2 separate regions of the Xenopus laevis genome follow, and region 2 is linked to region 1. A link is a contact called in public Hi-C data. All regions are on one chromosome and are shown on one strand. The core of a region is the stretch at or near the end of the contact, and the rest is flanking DNA. Distances in the headings are between cores, read along the strand shown. Region 1 holds the start of LOC108718201 (flocculation protein FLO11). Region 2 holds the start of LOC108718205 (centrosomal protein of 63 kDa-B-like).

What was found. Hi-C and Micro-C count contacts between places; a contact is called where the count stands out from the background.
Region 2: a contact with region 1 is called in a Hi-C map of the XTC cell line, with 7 times the contacts expected there. The contact joins the promoter of LOC108718205 here to the promoter of LOC108718201 in region 1. A contact is called at or near these places in 3 of 4 Hi-C or Micro-C datasets (the XL177 cell line, the XTC cell line and animal cap).

Annotation. Positions count from the first base shown.
Region 1 is chr5S:117,678,363-117,684,612 of Xenopus_laevis_v10.1, reverse strand. It overlaps LOC108718201 (flocculation protein FLO11), which reads left to right and starts at 2,890. Exons shown (of 1, transcript XM_018265887.2): 1 at 2,890-4,923. The coding sequence starts at 2,932. The coding sequence ends at 4,923.
Region 2 is chr5S:117,847,282-117,853,460 of Xenopus_laevis_v10.1, reverse strand. LOC108718205 (centrosomal protein of 63 kDa-B-like) reads right to left here and starts at 3,213. Exons shown (of 5, transcript XM_018265893.2): 1 at 3,086-3,213; 2 at 523-714. The coding sequence starts at 606.

The sequences.
Region 1 (6,250 bases), core at 1,641-4,140:
AAAAGAAGTTTATTTCTGGCAAAAAATCTAAAGAAGTCTGAAGCTGTCCACAAGGTGGCAGTATATGTTTAGAGAAGGAAATATGAACATAGCAGGAACCTACATAGCTGCCATCATTTTAAAATAATTTGCAGGGATGTTCTGGCAGAGCACTGGTGGATCACATTGAAGATACACACAAACCTGTAATATTGCACTGTACAAACCATACTTCAGAAGACAAATGGCCAAGGTTATTTCAATTGTGTTGCTTAAAGGAGAAGTAAAGCCTAAATGAAGAAGTAGGCTAGAAATGTTGTACATTTCTTCTCTACCAGCCCAAGGCAACCACAACCCTTTGATCTGTGTCCCCAAAGATGCCCCAGTAGCTCCCCACCTTCTTTTCTACTGATTCACTGCACATGCTCTGTGCTGCTGTCACTTACTGAGCTTAGGGACCCACTCACAATATACAGTACACATAGAATAGAAATGTCACACTATAAGGCTGATCAGTAATTAATACAGATAATTACTACATGGCAGCACACAAACCAGTGCAATTAGCATCAGAATTTAATAATCAGCCTTGCAGCATCAGCTTATATTACAGATAGGGTTGCCACCTGGCCGGCATTTTACTGGCCTAGCATTGTTAATAGGGAAAAAAGATAAATATATATCGGAAGGATGGTATTTATTTTTTTTTCAGAAAAGGTGGCAACCCTAATAACAGACCAACACTAAGCTTAGCTTCTCAACAGCTGCTCAGAGCCCACTGAGCATGTGAGTGTCACAGACACTTTCCAAGATGGTGACCCCCTGTGACAAGTTTGAAGTCCTGGATCATTGCGGCTATTGACAAGCTGAAACTTTAGGCTGGTGCAATAAGTGCAGTATATAAAATATGGCGATTTTAGGCATATTCATATTTAGGGTTAGTTTTCCTTTAAAGTCTCTTTGCTCAGTAATTAACACAGACACGTCCAGTTATCAGAGAAGAGTTTAAATAACTCTGCATACTAAGGCTTAGTCCACAGCAGGCGATTCGAGAAGATGTAGCGCCTGGCGACTAATCGCCTCTTCTTGGCCTCACGAGGAAACTTCAAGCAACTTCGGAAAACTAAGCGCCGTGTGTGTCATAACGCAGGCGACTCTCATTACAGCCGGCGCAGGAGAAGAGGAAGCGTTTCGGGGAGATTAGTCGCCTCAAAGAAGAGCCGATTAGTCGCCAGGGTGCTAAATCTCCCCGAATCGCCTGGTGTGGACTAAGCCTTATGGTGGTTATTAACCCTTTCCATGAAACCAACACAGTACGTGGGTGATAGAAGTCAGACTGGCAGATGAATGTACTGCTATCTGAAGCCCATCCAGGTTGGATCTTTCAGGGGACATCAAGCAGTCTCAGCCATTGAATGCATGCAATGCAGGCACCCACTTATGTCTTCTTTCATCAGAGACAATGCTGCATTTTGGGTGATTTCTCTCAGTTTTTAGTGACAGCTGAGAAGCAAACAAAATGACATTAACCCTAAACTGCTACCCATCCACATATGATTACAATGTGCAGTGATGTATACATCTGTCTTTTTCTTTATATTCCCCATACATTGATGGCATGAAACTTACTTACCAGGACAGCATTTCTGTAGGATAGAATGATGCTAGTGTAAACCTAGAATTAAATATTTTCTAGGGAGCTAAGGAACACTTACCACACACAAATACCCTAACAGCCAATAGCTCCTTAGAATGGGCCAAGCAATAGCATATAATTTGCACACAGGCCATGGTTATAGAATCCTTGCCAGTGCAGCCTGCAGCTTACTCTCTTATAGGAGAATTCAACACCCCCAACTAATAAAAACCCCTACCCTCCATAGTCCCCCCTCTCTGCTCTCCCCCCACACATAAGTTAACACCCTGTAAACGCCCCTAAGCCTGTAATTATCCCTCGTTGCAGAGTCAGTGCACGGGCGCCATCTTCAGTGCTTCATAATCTTAGTTAGGTAATCGTCGTATCAGCACATGTGCAGTTGGAGCAGTCTTCCACTTCGTGATAATTGCGTATGCGTCAGAAATTACAGAATCGCCAGAAGTAGACCTAAAGATTACCGAAGTGGCGGAAGATGTTGCCGTTGCGCTCTGTTGCTCTGACTCTGTAACGAGGGGTAATTACAGTCTTAGGGGCATTAACAGGTTTTAACATCTGTGTGGGGGAGTGCAGGGAGGAGGGGATTATGGAGGTTAGGGGTTTTTATTATTTGGGGGTTTAATTCCCCTTTAAAACACCTTAGAATCAAAGATATAACCCTTACATTGAAACAAAACAAAACAAAACAAAAAATGGGTCCCCCTGTTGCGTAGGTAGGGTGCATGAGCAGGATTCATCACAGTTACATGTCTTCATGTATATTAAACTTCTGGTCCATGGTAAGTACATTCATATACCCTTTTTTGTGTGTAAATCTTAGCAGATCAATACACATAGTACAATGAAGAATGCACTATATAACAATGGCACATGCAGAACCCCCTAAAAAGCATAAACCCCCCCTTCTTATTGGTACAGGTTAGGTCACATGGTAGCATGGTTTGAGGGGCCCCATGTCAGTTGAACAGCTTGCCTAGCATCATTGCACTGATTCTCCTGACCAGATTTGCTTGAAAGAAGGTGAATATAACCAAGAGGCTCCAATCCTACAGGAATTTGGCACAGCAGAACTAAAGCCCACGGTCCAAGGATTAAACTAGAAGGACATAACCATCAACCCTTTGCCTGAGGACATGATGGCTACTTCTACCCTAACTCTACAGCTCATGCTGGATCATTTCCACGACCGCATTGTTGTTAATATGCAGCAGACTCTAGAGGCAGTGAGAGCTGAGGTGAGTGAATTATGGGGTCGAAATGGAGCAACTGAACAGCGCATAGAACTAACTGAATCAGCCATGAATGTCAATGAGGGGGAAATCCTACATGCCTCTAAAAACTTGGCTGTAACTCAGGAATGCATGGAGGACATTGATAATACTCAGAGGAGACACAACATCCGCCTCCGTGGTGTCCCCAATTCAGTGTCAGATTTATCCAGTTTTGCAGCTGACTTATTCAAAAGCCTGTTGCCCAATGAGACTGTCCAGGTGGATTATCTATTCAGGATACAGCACAAAACTAAAAACTCTCATATGCCCCGTGACATCTTAGTTAGGTTACCCCTGATATCACAAAGGGAAGCTCTGCTGAAGGCTGCAAGGAAAATAAACATGAATCAATTCAAAGGCACCAAAGTACAACTGTATGCTGATTTATCACCTTCTACTTTAGAAAAGAGAAAGGCTATGAGGCCCCTGGTGATCTGGCTGCAACAGAATTCTGTCAAATACCGTTGGCTGTTTCCCTTTGCAATTGCATTTGAATTTAAGGGTTGGATCTATCAGTTTACAACATTGGATGATGCTTGCAGGGTGCTACTACAGGAACATGGGATCAACATATCTACTGATACAATTGATATACCTCCTAAGAAACAACAGGTTATCCCTTCCCCACGGTCTAGTCCTACACACTCCACTCCTTCTACAGATGCCTGTCTGGAGCAGGATCTCCCTTCTGCTGCATCACATGATTATACTGGAACCCTAAGGAAAACCCCTATTCCCAGCACTGCTGATGTTATGCCTCCTTCTGTAGAGAATGGACTGGAGAAGCAAAGCCCTCCTGAGACAATATCTACATCAAGCCATGGCGACTTTATGCTTCCGGCTAAAGCAAATGACCCAAAAACATCAGGCCTTCCAGAGATACGCTCTACACCCATGTCTGCTGAATATATGCCTTCATCTGGAGACAATAACCTGGAGAAGTCAGGCCTTCCAGAGGCAAACTCCAATCTCACCTCTGCTGAATATATGCCTCCATCTGCAGAGAATATACTGGAGAAGTCAGGCCTTTCAGAGGTAAACCCTAATCCCATCTCTGATGAATATATGCCTCAATCTGATACTATGCAGAAGTCAGACCTTCCAGAGGTAAACCCTACTCCCACCTCTGCTGAATACATGCCTCCATCTGGAGAGAATATTGTAAAGAAGTCAGGCCTTCAAGAGGTAAACCCTACTCCCACCTCTGCTGAATATATGTCTTCATCTGGAGAGAATATACTGGAAAAGTCAGGTCTTCTAGAGATAAACCCTGCTCCCATCTCTTATGAATATTTGCCTCCATCTGGAGAGAATACCCAAAAGAAGTCAGGTCTTCCAGAGATTATACCTTTCCCCACCTCTGATGAATACATGCAACCATCTAGAGAGAATATCCTTAACGAGGCAGGCCTTCCAGAGATAAACCCTTCTTCCACCTCTCCTGAACATATGCCTCAGTCTGGAGAGAATATTCTGAAGAAGTCAGACCTTCCAGAGAAAACCCCTACTCCCTCCTCTGCTGAATCTGTAACTCAATCTGGAGAGAATAGCCTGGGGAAGCTAAGCCTTCCAGAGATAAACCCTACTCCCCATTCTTCTGGTTGTACTCCTCTTTCTGGAGACAATGACCTGGAGAAGTCAGTCCTTCCAGGGATATACTCTACTCCCACCTCTGCTCAATATATGTCTCCTTCTGGAGAAAATAACCTGGAAAAGTCACAAATTCCAGAGATAAATACTACTCTCAGTTCTGCTCATTGTATGCCTCCTTCTGGACAAAATGACCTGGAGAAGTTATGTTCTCTTGAGACAAACTACACATGTAGCTCTGCGGATAGTAGGCCTCTTTTTGGAGAGAATGACCTGGAGAAGTCAAGCCCTCATAAGAAAAACTCTGCTTCCAGTCCTACCAACAATATGGCTCCTTATAGAGAAAATCACCCACAGATGTCAGGCCCTCCTAAGACAGACACAGCTACTTTGTGTTGTTGTGAGGGCAACATTGTTGAAATACAGTAGAGGAAAATGAAAGAATGCTTCAGATAGTGCTGGTTAATTCCACTTTACAGAAGATACAAATTGTAACAATTCATAAGACATACATATACCTTGTAAAAAGACCAATGGACCCTACAATATCTCATATTGCCAGGCAATAGACAATATTCCATACTGCCAAGCAAGAGACGGTGTGGCCCTTGACTTGTGACCAATTTAACTGCCCTAATTCTAAACAAATTAGAGGCTTTTGCCCCTTTCTGCATTTAATTCACTAGCTTCTCCTGTTTTCCAGCACTTTCAGAGAGACGCTTATTCAAAAGGAAAAGCAAGCATTTTCATAGATTATGGCCAATAACCCAGTTGTTAAGTACTTTTCTGTGCAATTTAAATGTAACTATTTAGTCTTAATACTAATTCACATTTAATTTACTGTAACTTCTGCTTTAACCGCTTACTGTATCAAATTCATTCCCTCTCCTGATTCGCTGTTACAGGATTCATTTGTTCCACAAGTCTATTGGTTATATTTGACAAAAATCTAAACTTAGTAGATCTGCTTTGTGTGATGGTTTTTAATATCTACTAACGGTTGTTTTCTTCTACACTAAATTTTTTAATATTTTTCTTATTAAAAGTTAATATAAATTATGAATATGTAATGGTCTCTCTGTTGCATTAATGCTCAAGGTCTTGGTAGGGACAGATAATATAGCAGCCTGGTTCTTCCCTGCTATGCTGCTAATAAGAATGAGAAAACACTTTGATATGATAGATTTGTGATCCTCTTTAACTTTTACTCTTCCTGTACTCTGAAAGTATTTTATGGTTACATTACTTATAGGATGTTTAAAACTCTCACAAAATATTGTAATGGCTATGTCTTTGGAGGCATTTAAGTCAATGGTGGAAACAAAACAATATTGGGAGAGGCTAATGCTTGAAATTAAAATACAGGCCAAATATGTGACAGTATATGTGTTAAAGGGGAACTATCGCGAAAATGAACAATTAATATAAGCTTCAGCATACTGAAATAAGAAAATTATTATTAAATATTCTGCATAGGTCTTGAAATAATCAAGTTTATGTTCACTATTCCTCTCTCAGCATCTGTTTCTCTTCATTCTGTCTTCATTCAGCAGTTGGGTGTCAGATATTCATTGACAGATCCAATATATCTTATGGAGGGGGGCTCCCTTTGCAAATGTATTAGAGCTCACTCAAATAACTGATTCCAGTACAAATAAAATCTAACAAAATAACTGCCTTTTGCACAAATTCTGCATGAAGAGAGACATGATGTCTGGTGATTTTAATAGAGTGAGCTCTAATACATATTCTAGGC
Region 2 (6,179 bases), core at 1,964-4,463, 170 kb before region 1:
CACTCACATGCTCAGTGGGCTCTGAGCAGCTGTTGAGAAGCTAAACTTAGGGGTCGTCACTAATTATCCAGCAGAAAATGAGGTTGGTCTGTAATATAAGCTTATGCTACAGGGCTGATTATTAAATTCTGATGCTAATTGCACTGGTTTCTGTGCTGCCATGTATTAATTATCTGTATTAATTACTAATCAGCCTTATATTGTGACATTTCTATTCTATGTGTACTGTATATTGTGAGTGGGTCCCTAAGCTCAGTAAGTGACAGCAGCACAGAGCATGTGCAGTGAATCAGCAAAAAAGAAGATGGGGAGCTACTGTGGCATCTTTGGAGACACGGATCTTTACTGCTAAAGGGCTGTGGTTGCCTTGGGCTGGTAAAGAAGCCCAAAACATAATGTACAACATTTCTAGCCTATTTGTTAAGTTAAGCTTTAGTTCTTCTTTAAGGGAACTAGCATGAGACAGGATAAAGGCAGAGGATAGAACATATGCACAAATTACAAACACAGCTTGGAGCTCACCCTGTGTTCTGCAGCCTCTCTCTCTGCTCTCTCCCGTTCAGCTCCTATTTTCCTCTCCCAGTCGATGCCTGAATTGGACGCCATTCTGATATCCCTTTGATGTAACTCCTAAGTGAGCTGTGAGATCTGCTTCCTCATCCCATCCAGAATGCTCTTGTGGGTCAGCTCAGCCTGTGAGAGCTGGCCTTTCAGCTGCCAGAACACAAATATTAAGATCATTTTTGAACGCCTCCAATAGACCATAGAAGGTCACTGCACTTGCTGCACAGAACAGAGAAAAATTGACTATATCAAGTTGCAATTGAAGCTCATGCAGCAATGGAATTAAATATTAAAATAATAACATCTGTAAAATTATCCTGCCCAGTCGCAGCAGTACTTGCCAGTCACCTTGGGTGTTGCCATGTTAACCATTTTATGGTTCATGTTGGCAATGATATAGTAGTTATTCTTATTAAACATGTAGTGCTGTTTTATTGTAGAGATGCACTGAACCCTGCATTTTAGGGTTTGTCCAAATACCCGAATTCAGGGTTACAGATTTGTCTGAATACCAAACCAAAGCCAAACCCTTCCACAGCACGGAAATGCAGAAGTGCAAGCATTTTTTCAATTAGATAGGTTCCGGATTTGATTTTACCAGGCTCTTGGATTCGACCGATTCTGAATCTTGTTGAAAATAGCTTGGATTCAATCAAATCTCAAACCATATCCGGGATTCTGTGCATCCCTATTTTATTGTATTGTGCTTGCTTAACTGCTAGCTAATTGCATACAAACTGTAGCTGCATAAATGAGGACAAATCAATTCACCCTTAGGGTGATCGTTCGTTAGATAAAAGGCTAAAAGCTGTACGTCTATGGCCAGCTTAATTGGAACAAGAGAAAGAACCTTGGTTCCTGTAAGCTAACTGCAGAATCGAAGTAAAGGTTACAGCCAAAGTTATCATTTTTAGACCATTTAATTTTGTCATTTACTGCAGAAGATGCTTTACTTTGGGGTAACCTTGTTATTTAAGTAATTGTCAAGTTTCTTTTATACCAAAGTTGGAATTAACTACATAATGCTGCCTGTGTATTGATGTTCTGACCAGGAGGTGGCAGTGTGTGATAGGCTTTATCATTTATTGGTACAGGCTGTATTAGTAGCACGAGAAAGGCATAGGGAAGCCATAAACATTGCATTGCTGATTGGATTGAAGTCTGTGCCCTTGTACCAATTAAGACAGTTTAATTTTCCTAACAAAGTACTCTCCAAGAATGGAGTCGTAAACCACTGTGTCTCAAAAGGACAATGCACGACAAACTAGGGGACATTTATGAAGTGCATGGCGTTGTGCAAAATGCAAATAATTGGCACAAGCCTACATGTTTTTTGCACTTTGTGTTTTTTTGCACATTAGAACACCGCTGCAGGTTTTGAATTCCAAACCAGATTGCAGAGTGCTTTATCTCCCCATGAATACAGTTCTGCCTCCCTGTAAGGACACGATTTCTTTGTATTTGTTGGCTCTGTGCTCTGCTCCAGTCCTGTGCAGAGGGGCAGCCAGATCCCAAGTGCTGTTACAGTAAACATTAAGGGGTGCGTTTGTGTTCATGCACCTCCCTTCCACATAAAGTGCATAGCACCCTCAATAATGCTACAAAAACTATTTCAGATTTATTAAAAGTAGATATTTTTCTTTTTTTTATCAACCTTTTCTGACATCTGAAACTTTTCATGATTTTTCTCCAGATTTGGATAGAAAATTAATGATTTTGCTCAGTAGCTATTTTCCAACGTCGCCCCTTGCTTTTGTCTTCAGAAGGTGTTCTTCAGCATTAAGAAGATAAAAACCATTTTACCCTTTGAGCCAAAAACATCCAAGTCACCGAAATATATTCATTAAAATGCTGGGAAAAATGTTCATGTGGTAGGAAATTTATTGCAAATGTATTATTAAGTATATGAGGAAATTCTGCAACACACAGGAAAAAGTGATCAAATTATAACTAGAGGGCATTTCCTCACATATCTCCAAGTCTATGCTACCTCTGGTTGCAAAAAGATCCAAGCTGCCCTTGGTTTTGCCAGAACAATGTACAACTGGAGGTGATATCCTGAGTATTACAGCCAAAATATAGTACAGGTATGGTTATCCAGAATTCTTGGGACCTGGTGTTTTCTAGATAACGGATCATTCATACATTAAGCCTAATAGAAAATCTTTTAAACATAAAATAAACCCAAAAAGCTAAATTTGCCTCTAATCAGGATTAATTATATCGTAGTTTGGGTCAAGTACAAGGTACTGTTTTATCATTACAGAGAAAAACGAAACAGATTTTAACATTTTGGATTATTTGGATAGAATGGAGTCTATGGGAGTTGACATTCCTGTAAATCGGAGGATAATGGGTGTCCGATAACAGATCCCATACCTGCACAGAGCTTTCTGCACTTGGACTATAATAATTACTCAGCCTGGAATTGAATGACATACAGTAGGAAATGGATTTATGATCATTATTTGTATTACCTGACCAAGCAAATAATTAAAAAGTAAATATATACAGTACTTACCTAGGAACTTGTTTTCCAAAGAAGCACTTGGCATACCACAAGTTCTAATGTCGGGGTGTCCCTACTTTAACTTACTACTGATTGATAGAGTATACCCGTCTAGTAGTGATGTGTGAGCCAGCCACGGGTCGGGATCAGGCTGACCTCGCACCACTTTTGCCCACCCACCCTGCACTGCTGGCTTCCGACTTTCGGCTTCCTTTTTTATAGATGCACGCCTGATTGCCCGCCCCTTTTGTGACAACATTGGCGGCACTGGTCTATAAACGGAAGCTGGATGTCAGGCTCAGGCAAGCGCAGGTGGAGGGAGGGCGGTTTAGGATCGGGTGTTGGTCGGGTTTTACCTGACCCACACATCAATACCGTCTAGACCAATGATCCCCAACCAGTAGCCCATGAGCAACATGTAGCCTCAAAGCATGTGCTTATTTTTGAATTCTAGTCTTGAAAGCAAGTTTTAATTGCATAAAAATTAAAAATATAAGTATACTGCCAAGTAGAGTCTCCTGTAGGCTGCCAGTTCACATAGGGGCTACCAAATGGCCAATCACAGCCCTTATTTGGCACCGCAAGGGACTTTTTCATGCTTGCGTTGCTCCCCAACTCTTTTTACATTTGAATGTGGCTCATGGGTAAAAAAGGTTGGGGACCCCTGGTCTAAACCATAATAGATACAGACTCATTCCCTGTAAGAAACTGCTCTTTATCCACCATGCTACTCTGGCCTCCACTTCCAATCATGATCAATTTTTATCTACTTGCATTCAAAGAAATGGCTTGCCACTGGAGTTTTCCATCTGGTGGCACATCTCACACACAGGCAGCGTAGCTAAACAATTAAAATGACTTGCTGCCTATTCTTCCCTTTTATTAAACTATCCCTGTTTTGGCTAACTCAGGCATAATGGCTTCCAGGATGACAGCGAGTACATTTGTGTCCCCAGCTGTTGCTGGTTAATATAGGAAAAGATATTGGAAACTGTAGTTCAGGGTACACAAGGGTTGATAGTAAAGTAAGGGTTGATAAACATCTGGGGTTATGTCATTTCAATAATGGAATGCCTGTGCTACATTAATAAATTTGATAGAGGGGGTAGACTCAGCCCTACGAATAATATAAGTATTTTCCAATTATCCAGTAGGGAGCCAGGCAGTTGGTATACATTGTATGACTCAACAAAGGATCAGAATTTCCACCCAAAATTCCAGAGGATCGGTCCCTTAGTGAGGCCAAGTCAAGGACAATTCCACGAGCCATTGTTGCCAGGTTTGCTGGTGAGCTGTAGGGGGCCCAGTCCACTCAGCAAAGCCAATATTTGCTGAAATAATAAACAATAAGACCCCAAAACAGCAAAGTATTTGTATTTCATCAACTTTAAGCCTTTGTAAGTCTATTGAGTGGACTATTTAATGCCTTAGGAGGGATCCGGCTGCCAATTCCCATGTGATTTGGTGAGATCTAGACAGCAATGTTTAGTTTTACTGGTATTTCCATATTGAGGAAATACTTTTTCTCATCAGTATAAACTCAGTGATGATTCACCAGCATTCAATATGTTTGTTTTTTGTTCCTATATATAAAATTCATTATCTCTATTGTGCACATTACTCAGCATGTTTCAAACTTTCCTTAAAGAGTGTTTACATGACATGATCCATTATTTATAACCCATAATCGATGTCAAGATTGATGCTAGTTTTCCAGCTTTCTATATAATAATTTATTCATGAAAAAAATTGCCCCATTTTTGTTTTTGTGGTACTGGATGATATTTTGTGTGTTTTAGAAGAGATGTTTAGAACGTCCTTAAAAAGCAAATGTTATTCCAAGATGAAACTTTTAGAGCATTGGAGAAGCCTCTGCCTCTTTATTTTCTTGGAGATACTGTGGACAAATAATAATGAGTGACACATTCAAAAAGATTAAAAGAAATCATATGCAGGTATGGGATCTATTATCCGGAATGCTTGGAACACTGGGGTTTTTTTGATAAGGGATCCTTCAGGAGTTTGGATCACCATGCTTTCAGTCTGCTAAAAATCATTCACATGGGGGAACAATCACGAAAATGAAAATTGAATGATTATATACGGTATCTTATATTATCTTATCTTCAGGCTGAAATTTTCTAAGTATAATCTGTTAAAAATTATGTACAATTCATTCTTCCCCTATCAGCATCTGTCTGTCTAAATTCTCTCTTCATGCAGAAGTTAGGAGTCAGATCTTGATTGACAGTCTAATACAGTCTCTCCAGAAATAGAGTCTCTCTACATACAGGATTTGTGCCAGAGTCAGTTATTTTGTTGGACTTTTTTTTATGCTGGAATCAGTTATTTGAGTTAGCTCTGGAAAGGGAGCCCCAAAAAGATACTGTATATTAGATTTAACTGTCTATCAGACCACATTTTGGAATGATTTGCTTAAAATTATGGGAGATGGCCTACCTTTGATAATGATCTGGAACCAGCAATATATCCTCGCTATAGTGTGTAGTGGTGTGTTTGGTGTCAGTGGAATTTCCATGGTAGTTACACTGCAGGTTGAGTTTGTTTAAAAATGCCCTGTAAGGTTGCAAAAACTATTTCATTATTAACACATATAGAAAGTACTGTGAAATATATTACATGGTACAAGTATGGGACCTGTTGTCCAGAATGCACGGGATCTAGTACATCTTTCTGTAATGGGGATCTTCATCCCTTAAGTCTACTAGAAAATCATGTAATTATTAAATAAACCCAATAGGCTGGTTTTGCTTCCAATGAGGATTAATTATATCTTAGTTGGGATCAAGTACAAGCTACTGTTTTATTACAAAGAAAAATGAAATCATTTTTAAAAATTGGGATCATTGGATAAAATCGAGTCTATGGGCGACGGCCTTTCCGCAATTAAGAACTTTCTGGATAACATGTTTCCAGATAACGGATCCCATACCTGTACTGTATAACAACACCAACATACAGTTTACATACAATACTAACTCACATAGGAGGCAAAAATACCCTGCTCATTAGAACATTCTAAAAGATGATTCCAATTTCTTTTCTTTGTTAGGTTGTAGCAGTGTCAAATATGTCAGTGTTATGT